Linked DNA regions of Mus musculus: regions 2, 3, 4 and 5 are each linked to region 1. The links are chromatin contacts, called in public Hi-C, HiCAR-type and promoter capture Hi-C maps. All regions are on one chromosome and are shown on one strand. The core of a region is the stretch at or near the end of the contact, and the rest is flanking DNA. Distances in the headings are between cores, read along the strand shown.

What was found. Promoter capture Hi-C pulls out the DNA fragments that hold promoters and counts their contacts. Hi-C and Micro-C count contacts between places; a contact is called where the count stands out from the background. HiCAR-type assays count read pairs that join an accessible place to other places.
Region 2: a contact with region 1 is called in a promoter capture Hi-C map of pre-B cells, with 7 times the contacts expected there. The contact joins the promoter of Mob1b here to the promoter of Uba6 in region 1. A contact is called at or near these places in 9 of 39 promoter capture datasets (the 3T3-L1 cell line, the C10 cell line, cranial neural crest and 6 more), 1 of 484 Hi-C or Micro-C datasets (embryonic stem cells), 2 of 115 datasets of contacts at active chromatin or transcription factors (astrocytes and thymic regulatory T cells) and 1 of 9 other capture datasets (adipose tissue).
Region 3: a Hi-C map of B cells shows a contact between it and region 1, with 6 read pairs. The contact joins the enhancer-like site here to the promoter of Uba6 in region 1. A contact is called at or near these places in 4 of 39 promoter capture datasets (cranial neural crest, hippocampal neurons, liver and 1 more) and 1 of 484 Hi-C or Micro-C datasets (B cells).
Region 4: a contact with region 1 is called in a HiCAR-type map of astrocytes, with 5 times the contacts expected there. The contact joins the promoter of Grsf1 here to the promoter of Uba6 in region 1. A contact is called at or near these places in 5 of 39 promoter capture datasets (the 3T3-L1 cell line, cranial neural crest, embryonic stem cells and 2 more) and 5 of 115 datasets of contacts at active chromatin or transcription factors (astrocytes, embryonic stem cells, forebrain and 2 more).
Region 5: a promoter capture Hi-C map of pre-B cells shows a contact between it and region 1. The contact joins the promoter of Dck here to the promoter of Uba6 in region 1. A contact is called at or near these places in 8 of 39 promoter capture datasets (the C10 cell line, the HPC-7 cell line, cranial neural crest and 5 more), 3 of 484 Hi-C or Micro-C datasets (CD4 T cells, pro-B cells and rod photoreceptor), 2 of 115 datasets of contacts at active chromatin or transcription factors (forebrain and large pre-B cells) and 2 of 9 other capture datasets (adipose tissue and liver).

Annotation. Positions count from the first base shown.
Region 1 is chr5:86,171,136-86,174,244 of GRCm38.p6, forward strand. It overlaps Uba6 (ubiquitin-like modifier activating enzyme 6), which reads right to left and starts at 1,608. Exons shown (of 33, transcript NM_172712.2): 1 at 1,533-1,608. The coding sequence starts at 1,603.
Region 2 is chr5:88,719,165-88,722,315 of GRCm38.p6, forward strand. Mob1b (MOB kinase activator 1B) reads left to right here and starts at 1,707. Exons shown (of 6, transcript NM_026735.2): 1 at 1,707-1,957. The coding sequence starts at 1,944.
Region 3 is chr5:88,507,384-88,510,219 of GRCm38.p6, forward strand. No RefSeq gene overlaps it. Among named protein-coding and RNA genes, the nearest start is that of Jchain, 19 kb to the right of the region's middle. Within about 2 kb of position 1,353, at least 66 of the 459 cell types and tissues checked have an H3K27ac peak or open chromatin away from gene starts, as enhancers often do. A contact at or near this core is called in B cells and pre-B cells, where this site is marked.
Region 4 is chr5:88,674,764-88,677,524 of GRCm38.p6, forward strand. Grsf1 (G-rich RNA sequence binding factor 1) reads right to left here and starts at 1,408. Exons shown (of 10, transcript NM_178700.5): 1 at 995-1,408. The coding sequence starts at 1,348.
Region 5 is chr5:88,763,653-88,766,708 of GRCm38.p6, forward strand. It overlaps Dck (deoxycytidine kinase), which reads left to right and starts at 1,361. Exons shown (of 7, transcript NM_007832.4): 1 at 1,361-1,694. The coding sequence starts at 1,604.

The DNA of each region.
Region 1 (3,109 bases), core at 358-2,857:
GGCGCACGCCTTTAGTCCCAGCACTCGGGAGGCAGAGGCAGGCGGATTTCTGAGTTGGAGGCCAGCCTGGTCTACAAAGTGAGCTCCAGGACAGCCAGGGCTATTCAGAGAAACCCTGTCTCGAAAAACCAAAAAAGAATAGAAACCCTTAGACAAGGTCCTTCCATACAAAATGTATGTTTTCTTAGGTATCATCTTCCTTAGAGTTTTAAAATGTGTTGAAGTTAATTTCACTAACTGTTGCTATGTGCAGTGCTTGCTGTTGAGATTTTTAGAGCAACCAGACACTAACTGCACTGTAAGCACCTCATATAATAAAGTCAGCATATTCACACAACATATACTAAAACTATATATAAACCTGTAGTATCCTATCATTTTGTTTCTATTTTACACACTTTATTGCACTTGCTATTCTATGTTACACACAATGACTTAGGTGGATTAAAGTTCTGACTAAAAATGAGAACGGGGTTATGCTCAGCCGCTTAATGGCTATGGCCAACACTTAAAAAGCTCTGTCTCAATGATTGTTTCGAGAATATGTTCAAAAACAGTCACGCCTGATTGCACATACTTGTAATCTCAGAAATTCAGACGAGGAGGGAGGAAGCCATCTTTGGCAAACTTGGAGCCAGCCTCAGAATCAATATAATAATAATAATAATAATAATAACAACAACAACAACAACAACAACAATAACAAATCATCTGTAAGAGCAACTAAGGGGCAGATATTTGTATTCAATAATATTTCTTAAGTCGATTTTGGCAGCATTGGCCAGGGCAGACAATACTTCCATCCAGTCCTTGAAGTATATGTCTCAATGTGCAATGTAAAGCTAGTAACGTAAGAAATCCATCACTTCTATATTTGGTATGTAATAGTCATATACTGGGTAGGATACAAGCGGGGCTTTCTTAACTGTAAGATGACCAAAAGAGAACTAACGCAAACACTGGAGAGAGTATACCAGGACCCCAACCCCGGAATTTTTGCAGGCTGAGAAAGAAAAACTCCAAGATCCTCAGCGGGAAATAATCCTAGGAACCTTGGGCCCCGCCCCGCGCTCCAACACCCCCGTAGTAAACAGAGAGGATTCTCGGGGTGTCCACACTGCAACGGATTCATCCTGACTTGAGCTCTCAAGAACAGTTTTCCTAAGGAGCACGGCTGGAGGAGGATAGTGCTCCGTGGCGCTGAAGGAAGTGTGCCAAGCAACAGGGGCCACAACCCTCTCCTGAATGACTGGCCGCTCAGAAGTAGTGACCTGAGGGAAGGATGCTGGACCCGACCCGGGAAGAGCCGGTCTCCTCAGAGGAGCGGAGCTGGAGCAGCGAGGGCAGCGCCCACGCCGCCACACCCACCGCCCGCCGGCTCGCTCGCTCGTTCGCCACCTCGCTAGCTCCCTGTGGCTCCGCGCGGCCCCGTGGCCTCCGCGCGCTCCGAGCCGCCGGAACGCGAGAACGGAGCCCGCGTCGGCGTTCCTCCGCTCCTTCCCGCCCAGCCTGCCCCGGGCCAGGCCTCTCACCCGCAGGCTCCCCAGGAGGAGCAGGACGCCTCTTCACAGGAAAGCACAGCCAACGGCTCGGACCGCTCCATCGCCTTCCGACAGACTGACTGCAGCGAGGCGGGGAGGCAGGCGAGGGGGCGGGGCCGCGAGGGTCAAGGGGCGGGCGGCGACGTCACCAGGGGGAGGAGCTGGGGAAAAGTACGCCCAGGACAGGGTTTCCAGTCAGCCCCTGGGACACCTGACTTCCGGTTGGGGCGGGGCAACGGGGCGCGCTTCCTTGCAGGTGAGGGGAGTGCCTACGTGAAGGCTGCTGAGCGCTGAGGGCAAACGCGGAACCAAAACGCGTCACTTCCGGCTGTGAGAGCGTACCGCTCCAGGGGGCTCGACAGCTACCAGATGCTGTTGCCTTGCAAATCCAGAACTGTTACAGTGCCTTGAGGAGATCGCTTTTCTGAACAACAACAACAAAAAGAGGACATTTCCAGGCTGGGATTCCACTTAAAGATTCCATTTAAATTGTTTTGAACATCTATTACTGATCTCTGTAGTCAAGTGACTAAAAAGAGCTGTAAAATTTGGCACTTTCATTTTAAGGGAGGAAAAACAAGGAACTCAAATGATATGATCAAAGACATACAGCCAGTAACTCATATTACCAGTTCTCTGATTGCCGATTTCTCATCTAATTCTTTTTTTTCATTCATTCTCATTTTACCATTTTTAGAAAACAATTGTGTACACACAGTACAATTAAGAATCTTTGTTGTTGTTTTTTTTCGAGACAGGGTTTCTTTGTGCAGCCCTGGCTGTCCTGGAGCTCACTCTGTAGACCAGGCTGGCCTCGAACTCAGAAATCTGCCTGCCTCTGCCTCTTCCTCCCAAGTGCTGGGATTAAGTGTGTGCCACCACGCCCAGCTATTAAGAATCTTTCTAACTGGTGATGTGTTTGACGAAACACTAGCCCAATTTTAAAAATCCGTGTTTGATTATAGACATAGGGCAGCGTTCTGTAAAGTATAACAGGTTTTACTTCAAAATTGTCTTGAAATCACAAAAATGATTTTAGGGTTGGTGGTCACCACAGCACGAGAAGTTGTATGAAAGAGTCACAGCATTATCAGTGAGAACACAGTAGCTTCTCCGGGCAGAGGAACTTTGCTGTATGTTAAAGCATGTTTTTATATTTTTTACTAGCTTTGTGTCTTGACTTTTTCTGTATCTGTTACTGCTATTAGGGAAAATAAATTTTTATTTCCTTAGTCCAAGGAGACCATGGATTTAAGGGAAACTTTTCTAACTTAAAAACTATCTGTCCCTGTTGTATGGCTTGATTGAAAAAAAAAAAAAAAATGTGGCTCCCAACCAGGCAGCATACACTAGCTTGAGGCCCTTGACACATGTACAGCAGAGGACTGCCAGGTCTGGTCTGAGTGAGAGACTTGAGGCCCCAGGGAGTGAGGAGGTCTGGTGGGGAAGGGTGGGGGAGGGGCATCCTCTCGAAGAGGGAAAAGGAGGAGGAGGAGGAGGAGGAATGGGATGAGGAACTGCCAGAGGGCAGACCTGGAGGGGGACTGGACTGTTAAAAAAAAAAAAAA
Region 2 (3,151 bases), core at 457-2,956, 2.5 Mb after region 1:
CCAAACAAACCACAAACCAATCAAAAGATTTTAAAATATCAAAAGCTTTACTATACTGTTTCTCTGAGCCAGTGTCTGGAAATACAGTCTCAGGCCGGTCTTAAACTAATTCTCCTGTCTCGGTAGCCTTCTTTTCTAAGCACACAGCCATGTCTGGCTGCCAGAACTACAGTTAAGAGTGGGTGAGACTGGGGCTCTGACTTGCTCCTTCAACTACTCTTCCTCAAATAGTTTCTAACCTGGTGAGGTAAATCTCGCCTTTGGAAGACCTTTATGGAATTATATATGGTATAGTAAGTAGTATTATATCAAGATTTGAATATAAGGCTTTTACATCACCAACTTACTGTTTTTTTATCATAGTAAATCCTTTTGCTGTCTGTTTTATTTTTTTTATTTTTGATTTTTTTAGACAGCAGCTCACTATGTTATTTCTGGTTGGCTTGGAATTCCATATGTAAATCAGGCTGGCCTTAGACTCACACAGATCTGCCTACCTCTGCCTTCCCAGTTCTGGGCTTAAAGGCTTTTGAAGCTGTCTTTTCACGTTATTATTTGCTGTTCCTGAGATAATAGAAGGTTCGGGTTTCTTGCATTTAGGTTTTTAAAACCATTTAGCCAACGCGGCTGACTACTGGTGTAGAAATGAAATCGGATAAATTGAATATTTGCATCACTTTCAGGAATCCTCTGTCTTTTGGAACGCTAAGCTCAAGTTGGGCTACTATCTGCACACTGTTCCACTTAAATTCCTCGATTCAGCATCAGGTGCGAGTAAAGAATACCACTGTCTCCTATGGTAAAAACAAACAAACAAACAAACAAACACACAAACAAACAACTTCCTGTGCTGTCTTGGCTTACTCCAAACTTGTGATCCTTTTGCCTCCATCTCTGAGGTATAGCGATTCAGGCAAGCACCACCACGCACTATCTATTTATTTAATTTGTGTGGAAATGAGAGGACAACTTGTGGGAACTGGTTCTCTTTACCGCGTGGGTTCCAGGCGATCAGGCTTGGTGGCAAGTTCCTTTACTGGCTGAATCATCTCAGGAGCCATCAAACAGTCTTTAAACATAAAGCTTTGCCCTCAGCCTCTTAAGCAGGTGAGAACTAAAGTTCCTTCGAGCGCCTGGCTGAATAATTCCCAGCGTTTTGGGCATCAGTTCTTCGAAGGGACTCCACAACTAGTTAATCCGTATGGCCATGGATAACCAGCGTCCCTGCCTCAGGGAATCTGGTCCTCAGCTCTCCTGGGCTCCCTCCGTTTCCCTAGACAGCTAGCTTGTTCAAATAAAGATCTTACCTCCTAAAACATTTATTTCCCTTTCCCAAAATTCCATCTCCCCCCAAGTCGTTACAAGCAGAAAAACTTTTTTTTTTTTTTTTTAAGTGCGGGCGGCGTAGAGGGACTGGGGATGTGGCTCTCAGTTCGTGGGGTGCTTGCCTAAATCAGAGCACAGAAAGCGAGTCCAAGGCCTTCCGCTGTCCTCTCTGATGGCGACTCCCTCCCTATCCATGAGACCCAGGCGTCCTGGAACGGAGGTCCACTTCCCCGCTGGGCTCCGAACCCCCCAGGTCACGTGCTCGGGCAAGCTCTCAGCTGGACTGTGCGGGAGGCAGAGGTGACCCGAAGGTAATCCTAATGTGGGCGGGGCGCCAGAGCTCGCTCTCGCGAGACTTCGGCGCGGGAGCGCGGGGCTGCGAGGAGGACGCGGCGGGCGGTGCTTCCTCGGCCGCTCTGCTTCCAGTCCGGTGAGCCTGCCGAGTCCTGGCCTTCCACTTCCGCCCCTCAGCCGGCCGCGGCAAGTAGCGAAGCCGGAGAAGTCGCGGCCGCTCCGCCGCCGGCGCGCGTCCTTCCCCCTCCGCCACCTTTTCTCTGATTCAAGCCCGCCGCCCCAGGCTTCGCTCAGCCGAGCCCGCAGCCCACGCCGCGGCCGACATGAGCTTCTTGTTGTAAGTAGTCCAGTAGCGCCGGCTTTGTTCCGCCGCCCCCTGGGCCCCGGGCTCCAGAGGCCCCGACCTCGGGGTGCTGGCCGGCCCTGCCTCCTCGTCCTCCGGGTGCTCTCGGGGCCCTGCCTCCTCGTCCTCCTGGTGCTGCCCGGCCCTTGCCTCCCCATCTTCCTGGTGCTGTCGGGGAGCCTTGCCTCTCCATCCTCCTGGTGTTGCCGGTCCCTGCCTTCTAGTCTTCCGTACTGCCTGGCTCTGCCTCCCCGTCCTCCTGGTGCTGCCCGGCTCTGCCTCCCCGTCCTCCTGGTGCTGCCCGGCTCTGCCTCCCCGTCCTCCTAGTGCTGCCCGGCTCTGCCTCCCCGTCCTCCTGGTGCTGCCCGACCCAGCCTCCCCGTCCTCCTGGTGCTGCCCGGCTCTGCCTCCCCGTCCTCCTGGTGCTGCCCGGCTCTGCCTCTCCGTCCTCCTGGTGCTGCCCGGCCCTGCTTCCCCGTCCTCCTGCTATTGCCGAGCCCCGCCTCTCCGTCCTCCGAGTGCTGCCCGGCCCTGCTTCCCTGTCCTCCGTGTGCTGCCCGGCCCTGCCTCCCGGTCCTCTTGGTGCTGCCCAGCCCTTCCTCCCCGTCCTCCTGCTATTGCCGGGCCCTGCTTCTGCGTCCTCCGGGTGCTGCCCGGCCCTGTTTCCCCGTCCTCCGTGTGCTGCCCGGCTCTGCCTCCCGGTCCTCCTGGTGCTGCCCGGTCCTTCCTCCCCGTCCTCCGGGTGCTGTCTGGGAGCCCTGCCTCCCTGTCCTCCTTGTGTTGCCCGTCCCTGCCTTCTAGTCCTCGGTGCTGCCCGGCTCTGCTTCCCTGTCTTGGAGCTGCCCTTCCCCGTCTCCCCTTCCTCCTGGTGCTTGCTCTCAGGGCCGTGCCTCCTTGTCCTCCTGGTGCTGTCGGACCCTGCCTTTCCATCCTCCTGGTGCTGTCAGAGGGCGGGGGTGGGGGGAACACTGCTCCCTACCCTCATGTTCTGTTGGGGTGCCCTGCCTCCCTGTCCACTTGGTGCTGTCGGGGTGGGGTTGGGGGTGCTGGCTGCTTCTCAGGTCCCAGTGTGCTACCTGGGTCATGGACCCCAGTGTCTATTTCTGCATTTCTCTACCTGGCTCCATCTTCGCTTGCCTGCCTGCTTGTCTCCACCTCTGTCTCTTGTCCTTTTGTCTCTTTCTCTTG
Region 3 (2,836 bases), core at 103-2,602, 2.3 Mb after region 1:
CATTCTGTGTCCTGCCTAAGATGTCCACAAAGCTTGTGAAGTCTAAAGTTAAGGGGCATGCGCTACAGGTTCTGACAACAGCATCTACCTTAGCTCTCGAATCTCCACCCTGCTACTGCTACCCACTTCTACAGTGGATGACGGAACCTAACAGTTGCCCTCTGCTGATTCTAACGTAGCTAGGTATGACCTCCATTTCCCAAGAAGACAACTTATACAGAATAAAATCATATCTGAAGGTAACAGAACATAAGACAGTCCAGAGGCCCATACATACCATCTGTGGCAGCATCTCCAGAGGCACAAGTCAGTTCTCTGAGAAAAGCTTGGGCTTCTCACTCTGTGCATGGTGAAGTAGAATGATGATGCGCAGGGTCCAGCTGATCTTATGAGAATTAGACATGGCAGGCATTATCATGGAGACTCTTCCTCCAGGTTTCTGGATCATCTAAAGATGTCGACAACACATTTAAATTTGGCTGTTCAGATCAGAGTAACAAATTTAATACTTTTTGTGGGTGGTGGTGGTGGTGGGTTTTGGTTGGTTGGTTGGTTGTTTGGTTGGTTGGTTGGTTGGTTTTTGTTGTTGCTGTTTTGTTTGTTTGTTCATTTGTTTGTTCTGTTTTTTTAAGACAGGGATTCTCTCTGTAACATCACTGAATGTCCTAGAACTCATCTCATAGAACAGGCTGGCCTCAAACTTACAGAGGTCCACATGCCTCTCCCTCCCGAGCTGGAATGAAGGGGTGCCCATGCCCAGGCATTTAACACATCTTTAAAGAGAGTTTTGAGTTACTTTTATTGTTTATTTAGGCATTCCTATCTGTTCCTCTTGTCACATTTAATCCAGTTTCAACTACCACCTTCAAAATATAATTTATCATTGTACTGGCTGGTTTTGTGTCAACTTGACACAAGCTAGAGTTATCACAGAGAAAGGAGCTTCAGTTGAGGAATGCCTCCATGAGATCCATCTGTAAGGCATTTTCTCAACTAGAGATCAAGGGGGAAGGGCCCCTTGTGGGTGGTGCCATCCCTGGGCTAGGAGTCCTGGGTTTTATAAGAAAGCAAGCTGAGCAAGCCAGGGAAGCAAGCCAGTAAAGAACATCCCTCCATAGCCTCTGCATCAGCTCCTGCTTTCTGATTTGCTTGAGTTCCAGTCTTGACTTCCTTGGAGATGAACAGCAGTATGGATGTGTAAGCTGAATAAACCCTTTCCTCCCCAACTTGCCTCTTGGTCATGATGTTTGTGCAGAAATAGAAACCCTGACTAAAACAACCATGTACTCATGAAACCAAAAGTCGTTACTAAGAGCCAAAAAGGGAACCAAAAATGTTGACCTTAAAACAGACAAGGGGGGGGGTGGACAGACAAGTCTGTTTCTACTTCATTAAACCTTAAAGTTTCAGTGTGACTCAGGCTAACAGCTCACCCCTAAATGGAAATGTAAAATAATCACCATTTTACCACAGGATATAATATTTACTTTTATCCACCTGTACTTCCTTGCCTCTCTGCCTCACCTTATTCAATAACAGCCTTTTGCTCTCCCTTTGAATGTTTTGAATATAGAGGCCATTCAATTTAAAAACACCAATCAGCTGATTACAAGAAAGAAAGAAAAAAAACCCATGCTAGCAGAGGAGAAGCCCTCCAAACAAGAAGGAAGGAACAAGCTGAACTATAATCTAACACAGAAAGAACTGCTCAATGAATAAAGCTGTGCCCACTAACCCAGACCCTACAGCACGCAGGTCAAGACCCTCTGCTCCCATAGTGCCTCATCTCACACACAGTCCTGCCCTGGTGCCCAGCAGCATGCATAAGGAAAGGCAATATTCTTAGACTTCCCTAATGATTCTTCCTCTTTGTCTGGCTTGCATAATTCTAGAAGATTCTAACTCTCTGAGTGTGAAAATCTCCATTTGGTTAACATTGTTCCAAGACTATGCCAAGCCTTAATGACTCTCTTCCCTCATGGCTCATAGTGCAACTCATCTCTTACCTCCAACCATATTTGTAATATATTGTGTGCAAAGTTTTTCCTATTAGTTCTGCCAATAGGTGAAATAGGAACATATCTAGAAAGTAAAAAGAGTTGTTTTTCCTTCACATATCTCTCAGAGCAACTAGCAATTGTACTAGCAAAGTAAATGAATGTTCCATAAACACAACTTTCTCTTTAAATATTTTTAAGTGCTTACAATTCATAATTTCTTTTTTTATTAGGTATTTTCTTCATTTACATTTCAAATGCTATCCCAAAAGTCCCCCATACCCTCCCCCACACACTCCCCTAGCCACCCACTCCAACTTCTTGGCCCTGGTGTTCCCCTGTACTGAGGCATATAAAGTTTGCAAGAACAAGGGGACACTCTTTCCAATGGTGGCTGACTAGGCTATCTTCTGATACATATGCAGCTAGAGACACGAGCTCTGGGGGGGTCCTGGTTAGTTCATATTGTTGTTCCACCTATAGGGTTGCAGATCCCTTTAGCTCCTTGGGTACTTTCTCTAGCTCCTCCATTGGGGGCCCTGTGATCCATCCAATAGCTGACAGTGAGCATCCACTTTTTTGTTTACCAGGCACTGGCATAGCCAAACAAGAGACAGCTATATCAGGGTCCTTTCAGCAAAATCTTGCTGGCATATGCAATGGTGTCAGCGTTTAGAGGCTGATTATGGGATGGATCCCCGGGTGTGGCAGTCTCTAAATGGTCCATCCTTTCGTCTCAGCTCCAAACTTTGTGTCTGTAACTCCTTCCATGGGTGTTTTGTTCCCAATTCTAAAAAGGGGCAAAGTGTCCACACCTTTTTGATCTTCTTTCTTCTTGA
Region 4 (2,761 bases), core at 158-2,657, 2.5 Mb after region 1:
TAAATAAATAAATAAATAGTGCAGCAGAAAGTATTGGGCCGGGATTCAAATCAATTAGCTCAGCTACTGGCAGACATCAGCCATGCAGATGAACCACCCAGATATCACTAATTCAAGCAGACGCAAAACTAAATTAAGATAAACATGGCCAGTGGCGTTACCAGGTTAGGTAGACACTTCCCAGATGCCACATAAACCGCAAAAGAGAAATGTCCCACATATACAGAGGACCAAATATTTGCAATATGAATTCTTACAATGTCTTTCTGAAAAGACGGGAAACAAGGGAAAAGATCGTGGAGTGACAACCGAAGCCCCCAAGTCCTCACCCACGGACGCCCCCGCCCCACACACACACGTTCTCTCCCAGTTTCCCACGGTCTCCCCACAGCTCTCCGCGTCCGCAGAGCCCCGCTGCACCAAAGGTCCTTCTGTCAAGGCGAGTGGACTTGCAGAGGTGACCTTCAGTCAGGTGGACCGCCCGCCTCTCCCCGCGGACAAGGGAGAGGGACGCGCGGGGGCTGTCCCAGGCTAGCCCACGCTCCCGTGCGCGCGGGGCTGCGCGTCGGTGGCCGGCCGAGGAGGCCCGAGCCGCCCGGCCTACCGCTCCCACCGCACGCACGGCCGGCCCCGACCCTCCGCGGGCTCTGGCCGCTCAGCTTCACCTCCAGCGGGCATAAGGCTAGGGGGGAGTCGGGGTGGGGGGCGTCGGCGGCGCCCCCAAAACCTACCATGGGCCCGGCGGGAAACAAGGCCTCTACATTCACCCCAGCCACACTTACACTGCCCAACCGCCCAGACTCGGAGGGAACAAAACAAGAAGAGCCGGGGCCGTGAGAGCGTCCCTTGTTCCCGTGCCCAATAGGAGGACGGAGCGGGAGGGAGGCGGGGGTGCGGTGCGTGCCGCGGATCCCCGGGCGCGCACGCGGGGCGCTCGCGGACAGACCGACGCGGGCGCGCGGCCGCCGAGGGTCCCGCGCGCGGCGCCACGTACCTGACTGTAACCCCGCGCCGGGCCCGCGGCGGCTGCCAGCGATCGCGGAAACAGCGGGGCGCGCAGGGCCGAGTAGGACGCGGCGGCGGCCGCGGCGGCGGAGGGACGGGCAGGGATGGGACCCGCCAGCCTCCCGGCGGCCGCAGGCCCGAGCTGCAGGCCCCGCGTCTGCGAAGCGGCGGCCGCGGCGGCCCCGAGGAGTAGCAGCAGGCGGCGGCGGCCAGAGACGCCCGACGGGAAGGTGCCGGCGGCGGAGTAGAAAGGCAGGCAGGCGGCGCCGGTCCGCCGGCAGCTGCTGCAGTTGCAGCCGCAGCCCCGGAGCAACGCGCCTAGCACCCAGCGCGTCCCGGCCATCGGCTCCGGAGGCGGCGCGGGGCCTGGAGGTGGCCGCTGTGGCGCGAGCGGAGGGGAAGTGGAATCCAGGGCGGGGGAGGGGGCACCGGGCACATGCGCCGCGCGCACCCGGGGCTGAGACGAGGCTCGGAGGCGGAGGTGAGCGAGCGGCCCCGCCCAGGCTCCGCCCTCGGGGCGGGGCTTTCCCGCCGGTAAGGGTGTGGGTGGGGTGACCTGAGCGCCTCCAGAGTGGAAGTTGTCCCAGGCTCTCCTGCTCAGGTTAGAGCTGAGGTCTGCGGGTCACCGAGGCCCGGCGAAGTTTCCGGAAGGAATGGGTTACCTAGCTCTAAAACGTTTTGGGACGACGCTGAGGGGGCGTTGATACCCCAACCTCAAAATTCGTGCAGAAGGCCAACTTTGTTTTGAACGGAAGCACTGATTTTATAGTATATGTGAGATATGTATATAATATTTATCATATATTATATAAAATAAAGCCTTCCTTAGACAATATAGTCACAAGTGAAGGTGTAGAGATTTGCAAATAAATACATGAGTGGTTGTGCAGTTTTCTCCTATGTGGCAAGGACCTGTCAAAGGTAAAAAAATAAAAATAAAAAACTAAAGACAAATGGGAGTTCTTAGAGTAAAAATATGAAGGAGAGGCTGATTGGTTGTGGCGGGGGTGGGGTTAGGAGGCATCTCTGTGACTGGGTAGTGTAGTTCCGTGGCAGGGTAATCGCTTAGATCACCCCAACCTCCTCGTGGGGGTGAGGAGACCAATATAGGGCTCTCTATCGTGGAAAATCTTAACATATTTCAAAGTTTTTGAAATTCAATTCTTGTTCAACTTCCAGAAGTAAAGAAACCGCCTACATTTTCCACTGTTTCACCTTTATCCCAGTGCCAGCTCTAAAACTTTTTTTTTTAAGTTAACTATGTAATGGCAGTCATCCTATGGTATTCATCTTAAAACAATACGGACTTTTTTATTATTAGTTTAATGTATTAATATATGGGTGTGGCCACGGAGACCAGACAAGGGCATCGGATCCCCTGGCCCTGGAGTTAGAGACAGCAGTGAGCCATCATGCAGGTGGTGGGAGTTGAACCTGGGTCCTCTGAAAGAGCAGCCAGCACTCTAGACCCATAAGCCATCTCTCCAGCCCCAGTACAGACTTTTGAAAGGTTACGTTCTGATAAGTTACCTTTGAGACATTTAAGATGGTTGGGCTTAAACTTTGGCTTGTTTACTCTGGACTCCTTTTAGATTTAAGAAAACCAGGTATTTCACAAATGAAAACATATTTCTGTCCAAGAAGGAAAGAATAGAAAACCTGACCGGCTTGTTCCTTTTATACCCGAGATGTGTAGAAGAGGTTCTTCCTCTTTTCTTCGGTGAGACACAAACCCTAAAGCAGTGGCTGGCAACCT
Region 5 (3,056 bases), core at 111-2,610, 2.6 Mb after region 1:
GGGTCAGAGCCATGTGTCCACTTTTTCAGCTCTAGGACCCCAACTGGCTTAGCTTTATGCAGGGAACATGCATGCTGCCTCACTGTGAATTCATGTGTGTGTTGGTCATGGTGGGTTTAGAAGGCCTTGTGTCCTTGGTGTCCTCCATTGCCTCTGACTCCTAGACTTTCCCCATCGTTTTCCATAAGGTTCCCAGAGCCCTGAGGAGAGGGCTTTGGTGGAGACATCCCATTTAAAGCAGAGTATGCCAAGGTCTCCCTCTCTGCACTTTATGCCTTTGTGGGTTTGGTTCTGCAGAAAGAAGCATCTCTGATGCTGGCTACAAGAGATACTGACCTATAGGATATCACTAGGTATCATTTTATTGTTCAGTTATTGTAGCAGAACAGTATTTGGATTGCCACCTGAGCAGTGTCAGATATGTGTTACATCTCATGGAGTGGGCCTTAAATCCAGCCAGTCCAACAACTCACTTTAATACCTGCTCCTTTTTTTGTAGAAGTCGTCATTTCTCCGCTGCTAGGTCCATTTTTAGGACATATTTTAGGTCAAATGATAGTTACACGCTAAAAAAAAAATAAGTTCCTTTGTTTTTGTAGATAATTTGAATCTGACTTCCAGATGGGTAATCTTTTTACCAGGTCTATACCCTGATTAAATAGCACCTCTCTCTAGCTCAACCTAGCAGAATGCTGTGTGTGTGTGTGTGTGTGCAGAGTACATCTCTATGTATAAACATGTGTATATGACTTTAAACATTAATTACATGTTAGGCCATGGACATGCAATGTTAAGTCATAGCCATGCTGCTGAGAAACATACCTAGTGTTAGGTAACTTTATAAACAGCACGGTGTAGCATGCAAATTAAAGTGGAGACCTTGGGTGTTATGATGCCAGTTTCCAGTCTCACTTCTGGTCCCAGACTTTAAACCAGTAGCCACTCCCTCCCTTCCTTTCATTCTAGGCACTATCCTGTATGGTGGATGGTACTAGATCGCTGGTTAACGAAATAACTCTTAAGACAGTGACGGACAGCTACACGTTTTCTGTGAGAGACACCTACTGAGGCTCTTAGTTTGAAATTACTAGTTCTTACTTTTCTTCCCGGAAAAGTTCAAACCACGAAGCCTGACAGGATCCCAAAGGGCTGGTCCAGAAAAGCCTGACCCTACTCTTCCCTAGGCGCTTCGCTCAAGCTCCGCCCCTGCCCTCGAATGAGCTCATTGCGCAAGGCCCGCCCCCCGCCCTCCCACTGCTCATCCCGCAGGCCCCGCCCCCTCCGGCTCACAGCTCGTCGCGCACGGTCAGTCGCCCGGCTCTCTCAGGGTTCTCCTCACAAGCCCCGCCCCCTACCCTGCGCTCCTGGGACGCCCGGCCCGCCCGGAGGAACCACAGACATGCAGATCCCGCGAGGGCGAGGCGTATAGGGTGGGAGTCGGGGCCGTCAGGGCGGGTTCTCCACGGTCTGCCCAATCGCCTGCGCCTCCGCGCGCCAAAGTCAAAGTGCGGGTCCCGCCGGCGCGAGATTGACGCTGCAACCCGGAGCCGCCCGTGCCGCCGTGTCCCTGCAGGTTCCGCACCCGAGCCGTCTGGAGCTAGGCATGGCCACCCCACCTAAGAGGTTCTGCCCTTCTCCCTCGACCAGCTCCGAGGGGACCCGCATCAAGAAGATCTCCATCGAGGGGAACATCGGTAAGGTGTCCCCGGTGCGGTGCTGTGCTGGTGCCCCAGGATCCTTCCCTGCTGCCCTGCTCGCGCCGGCGCGGTGGCTCGTCTGGCCCGGCGCCAGCGGGGGCTTTGTGAGGCGCGCTCTGGACCAGTGTGCACCCTTTGTTGGGAACTGTTTTTTCTTGAGATGTAACTTAGGTATGCGAACCCCTTTTTAGGTGTGCTCTTCAGGTAGGCTTCACTGACTTGCGGTTTTACCGCAAAATTGAGACCGTTTTCATCATTTACATCCCCAGTTCCCTTTGCGCTTCTTTGTAGTCAGCTCTTTCTCCCTTCCCATCCCCTTACAAGCCCTGACCTGCTTCTGTTTTAATCCCTGCCAGTTTTGTTTTCCCATGATGTCCTAAACAAAACCAGAGTGTCTTGTTTTCTGTGTCTTGCTTAGTATACTAGAGTGCCTTTAAAACTCACCCATGCTGTTTATTTCTGCAGAACTTTATTTCTTGTTCTGTTTTTTTTTTTTTTTTTGAGACGGTCTCACTTTTGAGACCTGCCTGTCTTGGAACTCACAATGTTGGCCTTGAACTCTCTAGCGATTCGCCTGCCTCTGCCTCCTGTGTGCTGGAATTAAAAGAATACACCACCACGCCTGGCCCAGTGTAATACTTTAAAAAAAAAAAAAAAAAGAAAGTAATATTACAATGAGTGGTATATAGCACATCTTTGTTGTCACCATTTGGGTTGGCGTTTGTAGCAATCCCTAACACTACGCTACACATATGAGGAAAGCAGGTAATGAGTTTGATAGTGTGCAATGTTTTATTCCCTTTCCCACGTACAGGTAAGCACTGAGTTTTGGCTTAAAGACTCTTAGAGTTTCTGCCCTTAACCTTACTGGGGGAGCTACACTGTGCATGTCATTTTGCAAGGTGAGCTTGAATTGCCCATTCTTTTACATTTCCTACCACTGGGAACCAACCGACGCTTCCTGTTTTGGCACAGCTGTTAGGTTTGTGCCTGCAGGTTGAGTACTGACTATTCATGTATGCAGCGGATGTTTTCAGTTTTGCCACCTTCAAAGCACCATCTCTTTGAGAAAGAAGGTCAGCAGATGTAAGCTTCAAGAGAGCCGAGCTGAGACACAAAGAGGGCAAGTTTTCCTTGCTCCACACTTCTGTGGCCGAGATCCTCCTTTCTTATAAGTTCTTTGCGATGCCATGTTTATTAGTAAGAATCCTCAGGGCGTCTTAGTGGATGAAGATGACCATATGAATGATGGGAGAAAGTGTTCAGTAAAGTCATCTTCAGGGTAAATTCCAATGGACAGATCATAATGGATTATCTCCCTTCTCTCAAGCTCATGTAGGCAACATACATCTAGTCTTC